2 separate regions of the Mus musculus genome follow, and region 1 is linked to region 2. The links are chromatin contacts, called in public HiChIP or PLAC-seq maps. All regions are on one chromosome and are shown on one strand. The core of a region is the stretch at or near the end of the contact, and the rest is flanking DNA. Distances in the headings are between cores, read along the strand shown. Region 1 holds the start of Fendrr (Foxf1 adjacent non-coding developmental regulatory RNA). Region 2 has its middle 20 kb from the start of Gm33579.

Region 1 (4,164 bases), core at 1,202-3,701, 80 kb after region 2:
AGTGGCACTCTGAATTCTGGTACCCAAAGGCTGAATTGTCCGTATCACGTTCCCTCCCCTCTCCATCCCTGCACTTCGGCGCGTCCCCCGCGCTCCCTCTGGATGTCGGGGATGCGCAGTCTCGCGTGGGGTCGGCCCTTGCTAACCTGCAGCAGGGCGGCCGGCCTCGCTGTGGGTGGTCGGCGGCGCCCGCGGCCGGACGGCCGAAGCAGGATCTGGTTCCGCGCTCGGGTTTCGCCGGGCGCGCTTTCGGCCGGCGGCTTCACTTAAGCAATTAACCAGCGCAGATACCTGGGGCCCCGGAGTGGGGGGCGTCCTCCCCGAAATGCGGGCATTCCTGGAGCCAGTGCTAAGCGCAGGGATTTGATTTGAGATGCGGAGGGAGTCTTGTGGATTTTCAGCTGAGAGCAGGTATCACCCTATGGATCCAGGGCCCTGCCTCCCTGAGGCTGCTCCCCCGGGGGACTTTTGTGTGACATTCGTCCCAGCTCACTGCTGCCACAACCGTAAGAAGTGGGTGCTTTAGTTGGAGCCGCGTTTAAAGGGAGAAACTTGGCTCCATACAAAATGGTCTAGGCTGGGACCATCCAGACTTGTGAGTGATCCTACACTGAAATATGGGGGGGGGGGGGGGAAGCGGTCCCCGCGGCCTCTTAGGAGGGAGGCATGATGACCCTGCTCCTGAAGTCAGTCTCATCCTAGTTACACAAAATGACCAAGAGCTTGGCTTCCTCCCACCCCCTCCCGCCCCAGTTTCAGTTGACACTTTATAAAAGCATCGGTTGGAGATAGTTTATGGGGCCAGGAGACTCGTCCAGCAAGGGAAGCCACTGATAGAGCCCTATGACTGAACCTCCGTTTCTCCTCTTTAAAAATGTGGGATTCAGAGAGATCTCAAAGTGTCTGCGAGCTGTTTCGAGACACATAGGCAACTCCCCCCAACCCTCATTGCTTTATAACTGTAGAGGGTCATCCAAGCTATAGGCTTTCAGGGTTCCTACCCTCTTGGGTACCCACTTCCATCTCTCTCCTCAGTGGAAAGTGGGAATTCGGGCTGAGCCTCAGGCAACTGGGCTCCCCTGACCCTCCCCCTCACAGGCAGCCTTAGGAGGTAGGCCTGAAGACTGAAGGGCAAATGAAACTTCAGTTTCCTCCCCTGAAAAGGAAATTTCTCTACAAAATACCCTAAAGAGCCTCTGACAGCGGTCTGTGGGAGTTCGGGAAGGGGGGCAGATCTGGAGGTCACCTATGGGCACACATCCTTTAACTGGAAAAGAGCTTCACGTCCCCTCGATTTGGAGGCACCCTTGATCTGAGGTCAGAGGCAAGGCTGGACTGGGGCAGCATGCAAAATACAGCCTGTGCCGGCTCGGAAAATGGGCGCCTTCCTCAGCTCACTTCTCGCTAAAGGCCAGCTATGTAGCGCCCTTCTGAGAACTTCCCTCCCTGAGGTACAGCCCAGAGTCCTCAGGTCTGCAATTGCCAGTGTAAGAGGAAAAAAAAAAAAAACAAACCGTAAATAAAAAGAAAATAATGGAGAGGAAAAGAAAGGAGAAAGGGGGGGAGAAGAAAACTTGGGGGTGTGGGAATGTGTGGCCTGGGGTGGAAGGGTGCGCTCTGGCCTACAAGGCCCATTCTTGTGATCCTGTGGCTCTGTGTGGGCGAAGGCACAGTCCAGCAGCGTGCAGGCTACATGTGGTGCGCCCTTCCAGGGTGGGGCCCCTTAACTGTACTTAAGTCCCGTGAGAAGGCAGACGCCAGTCTGTGGATGGTGCTGAGGGGTGCTGTCTAGGCCGACTGTGTGGCGCAGAAGCCGGCTTGCTAGAGCGTCTATGTGCACGAACACATAACCACACATAAGCGTCCACCTCCCTTCTTCCTCCCTTTTAATTTAGTTGGACCACAGAGTTCTAAAGTCTGTCCTGGAGAAAGGAACGGGATGGCGACTCTCGCCTCCTGCGAACCCGGTTCTGCCAAAGGAGGCAGCTACAGAGCAACAACCTAAGTCAGTAAGCCCCCAGACCCTCGCACAGATGTGCCAGGCGCCTCGAAGACGACAAGGCGCCTACCACCAAAGCTGAAGGCGTGGGGGTGGGGAGAAGATGGGGAACCGAGAATCCAAAGAAACTTGAGGCCAGCGGGCTTTGAAGGAGACCCGCAGACATCTCTTCTTGCAACTCGCGCCAGGGCGCAGCCGCCTAGCTCCAAGGTCCCTCGCACCAACTCCTGTAAAGGTCCCCTTCGTCACCCGCCCTGCCACTAGGGCTTCCCGCGCGCGCGCGCGCGTGTCTGGGCTGCGGAAGGCCCACACTCACCTGGTTTCGAGCGCGCAAGTCCACCTGGGATCGTGAATCGTCCTGCGCCCCGCATCATCTCTCCAAGGCCGCGACCCCGCAGCCAGGGCCGCTCCCTGACGCGCTCCCCGCCTGCGCCACCCGCTTTCCGGAACCCGGCCTGGCGCGCAGCGTCGGAGGCCCCGCGGCGGCGGCAGGCCGAGCCCATAGGGGCATCAGGCCAACTCCCCCCGCGCCCGCGGGCTTCTCTACTCTTATTATTAAAGGATCCCCCGGAACGTGTTTACGTTGAGCCTTGTAAACTTCCTGCCCCGGACTTTGCCATCTCTCAGGAAATCAGAACCTGCGCTTGTAAAAGGGGACACGGGGCCGCGGGGCCAACTAAGCGGATTTCAGAGTTAAGCGTGGGGGGAGGGGGCTCCGAGGAGACTTTGCTCTGTGAATTCAGATCTGAGAGTGGCAGCTTCCCGGGGGACCCTGGGGAACGTGAGTGGGGAGCGCACTGGTGCAAGCCTGCGCGTCTAAGTTGGTGATTAGAGGATTCGCTTGGGGGCATCGTTGTGTGTGCGCTCCGGGCGCGTGTTAATGCACGCGTGTGCGCGCTTTCATGAATGAGTGCACGAAGCCGCCTGCTAGGGAACCTGTGCGGTTCGTGGCACTGCACGACCTGAAGCCACTCTCCGGGTCCCGCTTGCAGCGCTTGGAGACAAAGCGCCCGCTAAGCCGCCTGCGGTTTCGTTTTCCGCCCGCCCGCGCTCGGCTGGGGCAGTGGCTGCAGCGCGGTTGGGCGAGTCCGAGGAGCGCCGGGCGCCGGCGCAGCGCTTCCCAGGGCGGGGAGTGAGGGGAGGCGGTCCCTCTCGGGAACTTACGCCGTCCTGCCCCGGGGGCCGGGAACCCAATCGCTCTCTCTGCCCGCGCTGGTCACGACCCAAGGCCTCCGCCACCGCCGCAGCCCAGCGCGCCGGGAAGACCGGAGTCCCGGGCGCGTGTCCAGCCCGGTCATCCGGGCCTAGGAGGCGGGGACCGGCACACCGGGTCCAGGTCGGCAGAGGCGGGGCAGGCTTCGCAGTCCGGGGAGCGGGGGTGGAGGGGGGCTGGGGACGCGTGGGGAGGGACCTGGGGGGCTTGAGCCCACTGAATAGCTACGGGGGATCGGACACTGCAGGCTGCGGGGGCGCAAAGGCGTGCACCGGCGGGGGGGGGGAGTAGGCGGGGGGGGCGGTGCCGGGCCCCCTGATGCGCGTGGCCTCCCGCAGGGAGGAGGAGGAGAATAGCGCGCCTGGGGAGGGCGGGCTTGCGGGGGAGGCGCGCTCGGGAGCCGCAGTGACGGCAGAGGTGCAGCCGCCCCGCGCAGCCCCCTCCCCTCCCTCCCCTCCTGCTCCTCCTCCTCCTCCCGGCTCGGCAGCGCAGAGCAGCGGCGGCAGCGGCGGCGGCAGCAGCCACCCGATGTCCGCGCCCGACAAGCAGCAGCCGCCGCACGGCGGGGGCACAGGAGGAGGCGGCGGCGCGGGCGGCCAGGCCATGGACCCCGCGGCGGCGGGCCCCACCAAGGCCAAGAAGACCAACGCCGGCGTGCGGCGGCCGGAGAAGCCGCCCTACTCGTACATCGCGCTCATCGTCATGGCTATCCAGAGCTCGCCCAGCAAGCGCCTGACCCTCAGCGAGATCTACCAGTTTCTTCAGGCGCGCTTCCCCTTCTTCCGCGGCGCCTACCAGGGCTGGAAGAACTCCGTGCGCCACAACCTGTCGCTCAACGAGTGCTTCATCAAACTGCCCAAGGGCCTCGGGCGACCCGGCAAGGGCCACTACTGGACCATCGATCCGGCTAGCGAGTTTATGTTCGAGGAGGGCTCGTTCCGCCGGCGGCCGC
Region 2 (4,158 bases), core at 10-2,509:
CAAGCAGCATTTTCAGAAACAAGCAGAGGCTCTGGAAGCCCTGCAGTTATCCACTGCGTATCCTCAAGAGGACTGAAGCAAGTCTGAAGCTTCTGGCATCCAACAGGAGTCTGAGACTTAATCACGCGGGAGCCCAGGCCCTCAGCGCTAACAGGATGGCCGCTGTGGTTTGGGTTTGTGAGTGTCTGAGGAGGTCGAACGAGAGAAGCATTTAAAAGCTAAAACCCGGCGGTGGCCGGGTGACCAGCTCTTTCTATCAGCATTGATGTATTGTCTAGGTGGCTTTCCTAGTCCAAATGCACTCCTTTTATGTTAAAGATGAAGCGCTGAGGGCCATCAAGCAGATAAAGGGGTTGCCATCAGGCCTGAGGACCTGAGTTCCGTCCATGGAATTCACAAGGTGGAAGGAGAGAGTGGAGCCCCACCCACATGATGCCCGGTGTTCTCGCCACCCCTCCCTGGATTGCCAGTGACCTCAGGCTCTGGGCTCTGGAGGTCCTTGTGCCTCTGCAGAGGTCAGAGATGACAGACGACTAAGACGTGAAGGGAAGGCCTCTCTATCTGGCTGGGCGGGTCAAACCCAGCTCATCCCTGACTGGGAAAACTCATTAGCCAGGCTCTCTTGGCCTCAGCTTCCTCTTGTAAAATGGAATTGATAAAGGAGGGCAGGGGGAGCCGACGACACCGTGCAAGGGAAGTTGCCTGGAACAGGTGATCTCTCTCTCTCTTAACAGAGGCAAACACAAGGTGGCTTTATTAAACTCTTTCTCTGCTTTGCCTTGAGACCATGGTGGTCTGATTGACAGGTATGAAAAAGAAAGCAAGAAAGAAAGCAAAAAAGGATAAATAAGAGGGGTATACTAAAAACACATGAACACACACACACCTGCATACACACACATGCACACATTCATATACATATGCACACATGCATACATATGTGCACATATATCCATATGCATACATGCACATGCATGCACACACATGTACACACATGCATATATACATGCATACATATACACATGCACACACGTGTACACACATGCATACATACACACATGTACACACATGTATACACCTACAAACAGAAACCCACCCCCCCTACACACACACACACTCACAAAAGCCAGTTGAGCGACCCTGTTAACGTATAAACAAAAGGTGGGGGGTAACCCTCGAAGGCTTCACTCTGACAGCCCCCGGCGGCAGTGATGAATTCGAGAAGTTATCTCATTTCCCACTGTTTTAATTAGAGACTTGGGCTCTGAGGCCTCGCAGCTGGCTGCTTTGTGCCTCGTTCTGTTGCCTGACAGAGAAAAATGTCTCCATGATGTCAGCCAAGCTCCCTGCCAGACCCGAGCAAGCAAAACTTCTGAGATTCATAAACTTGTGGTTTGGGGCCCGAGTGCCATTGAAGCTGGGCCTCCGTGGGGAGAGGGTGACACAGACAGTCCTTCTCTTGGGTGACCTCTTTCAACCAAAGTGGGGGGCCTCTGGCAGGACTGCAGGAGGAGCAGGTGGGGCCCGGGACACAGCCTAAGATGATTTCCTGCATCTCTGGGTCTAGTTTCCAAGAAATGGACACTCCTTGCGGCTCCTAATTGAGTCAGCTTGGAGGAGGAGGCTCTGCTTCTCCAAGACAATGCCTTTGACTGGGGAGTGTGCTGTGCGCTCGGGGTAACTGAATCTGATGCTCATCTTCTGCCAACGGAGCCTTTATGACAGTGCCATAGCATGCGGCTGGGGCCAGGTTCTCTGGGTCTCTGTCTCCCCTGTGATCACCTGCAGAAAGGCGGCTGGCAGGTGGAGAGAAGCCAGCTAGGGAAACAGCCGCCTCTGACCTCAAATGGTGAGCACAGCTTGGAGATCTATCTAGCTTGGAGCTTGTCTCTTTGCAAAGACCCTAAGTAGTCACCTGGCTCAGAACATCTTGAAAATGAACTCCAGGGAAGGGAAACTGCTAGCTCAGAACTAAGGAAATGGTCCCTGTGAGGCCCACATGCGACTCTGGTAAGAGGCATGATTAGGTCCTGCTTGTGTGCACTCCTGCTGAGACCACCCAGGACGGCCACCTTGCTCAATGCAGACACAAACTCTCTAGACTCTAAACAGCTGTCCAGAAGTGACTGTCAGAAGTCATCTCCCCCTGCCTTAGAGGATCTCACTCAAAGTCAGCATCTGGGGGGTGTGGAGGGGGGCTGCACATGCTCTGTGAGCAGCAGATGCCCAGAGCTAGCTGTGGTCAGCAGACAGTTACCTAGGATCAAGCCTGTGGTCGAGGCTGTGGGGGGTGGGCAGCTGGCTGAGGCTTGATCTCTTGCCTGGACATAAGAAAATCTTTCTCAAATAAGGGAGCTTACAGGTGCTCCAGAGATACCTGTAGTAGGTTGACTTCTTGATCCAAAAATAACGTAGTTGCTATAGACTCCAGAGTATGACCCAGTTGCTCGCTTTGTTCATAGAAACCAACTCTCTAGCCCATACTAGATACTTAAATAGTTATCGAAACCAGTCACCTTTTGATGATAAAAATGTAAGTATTAAAAAGATAAAGTTTTTTAAAAAAATATTTTTAATGTTGCTCCTGGTCAAAATAAATGGCAAGTAACTCCCCTAATGTACATTTTAATCATGAAACTGTCATTTTAAAGTCATGGAGCTATCCAGCAGTGAAGGGCAGTGATCTGAAAGATCAAAAGTGAGTGAACAAGCCAGGCAGCTTCCAGTCTGTTTAACTGACTCTTTACAAACCCTAAGAAGATCGAGAAATTAAAAAGCACCCAGCACCCAGAAAGCAAAACGACAACCCCTGACATCAATCCAAATGACAAGGCACAGGGTCAGAAGGGTCACGTGGCAAAATAAGACATGAGATCACAAAGGAAGGGCAGAAATGGACCCAGAGACAAACCCAGCAGACAGAAAAATCAGTGCACCAGGGCTTGTGGGTCAGACGGAAGTGGGGAAATGAGCAGAGGTGCTAGGTGTGTTTTGTAATAGATTCCAATCAAGGTCATGAAAGATGAGCCTAAGGCACTGAAGGAGAGGGGCTTGTGCCTTGAGGCTGGACCAAAAGGAACTACCCAAAGGGAAGTACAGAGAGAAAACCTGAAGGAGTAGATAGGGGCCCTGAAGGAGCACAGGGAGGGGAGGGGGAGGGGAGGGGGAGAGAGAGGCAGGGGGTGGAGGAGAGGAGGGAGTGGAGAAAGGGAAGGAGAGGAAGGGAGGGGAGGAGTGGGGGAGGAAGAAGGGAGGGGAAGGAGAGGAGGATAGGGGAGGGAGGAGGATGGGAGGAGGGGGAGGGCAGAGGGAGGAGGAGGAAGGGACAGGGGGTTGAGAGGAGGAGGAGATGGAGGAAGGGAAGGGGAGGGAGAGGAGGGGAGGAAGAAGGGAGGGGAAGGAGAGGAGGGTGGGGGAATGAGGGAGAGGGGAGGAGAGCGTGGAGGAAGGGAGGGACAGGGACGAGGAGGGGAAGAGTGGAAGAGGAAAAGGGATGGGAAGGAGAAGAGGATGGGAAAGGGAAGGGGAGGAAGGAGGATGGGAGGAGGGGAAGGGGAGGGGAGGGGAAGGGATGGGGAGGGAGGACAAGATAAGGGGAAGGAGAGGATCACAGGGGAGATTGAGGAGGAGAGAAGGGGGAGGGGGAGGGTTGGAAGGAAGAAATGGACACAAATACTTGAAGAAATAACCAATGAAATGTTTCCAATTATGGTCAAAACTGCAGCCCAATGACATCACAAGAAACATACGTGAAACTACACCACGGCATAGGATGATCAAGTTGTTTAAACAATCAAAATCCCCCAATAAGAAAGAGGAAATTCCCCAGCTGTGGTTATGCCTGCTTGTGATCCCTGCACTTGGCAGGAGGATTCTTGTGAGTTCAAAGCCAGGCTGGGCTATATACAAAGTGAGACCCTATCTCAAAATAATAAAATAAAATTTAAAAGCACAAAACATCACAGTGACTATGGTGGGTAGCAAATTTCTTATGGAAACAACACAAACCAGAAGACCATGGAACTGAAAAGGGTTAAAAACCAACCCCCCCCCCAAAAAAACAACAAAAAAACCCCAGCTTCAATCTGGAACCTTACACTTATGACAACAGCTTCCAGTAGCAAAGGCAAAGAGAGGATTTTTCACTCCAAAGCAGGA

Evidence for each region. HiChIP or PLAC-seq counts read pairs in DNA pulled down with a chosen protein or histone mark.
Region 1: a BATF HiChIP or PLAC-seq map of CD8 T cells shows a contact between it and region 2, with 5 read pairs. The contact joins the promoter of Fendrr here to the enhancer-like site in region 2. A contact is called at or near these places in 1 of 39 promoter capture datasets (liver), 1 of 15 datasets of contacts at CTCF or cohesin (CD8 T cells), 1 of 484 Hi-C or Micro-C datasets (nephron progenitors), 2 of 115 datasets of contacts at active chromatin or transcription factors (CD8 T cells and stem cell-derived neural progenitor cells) and 2 of 9 other capture datasets (adipose tissue and embryonic stem cells).

What each region holds. Positions count from the first base shown.
Region 1 is chr8:121,080,659-121,084,822 of GRCm38.p6, forward strand. It overlaps Fendrr (Foxf1 adjacent non-coding developmental regulatory RNA), which reads right to left and starts at 2,452. Exons shown (of 6, transcript NR_045471.2): 1 at 2,316-2,452. It overlaps Foxf1 (forkhead box F1), which reads left to right and starts at 3,728. Exons shown (of 2, transcript NM_010426.2): 1 at 3,728-4,164. The coding sequence starts at 3,741.
Region 2 is chr8:121,001,767-121,005,924 of GRCm38.p6, forward strand. No RefSeq gene overlaps it. Among named protein-coding and RNA genes, the nearest start is that of Gm33579, 20 kb to the right of the region's middle. Within about 2 kb of position 1,260, at least 11 of the 459 cell types and tissues checked have an H3K27ac peak or open chromatin away from gene starts, as enhancers often do. A contact at or near this core is called in CD8 T cells, where this site is marked.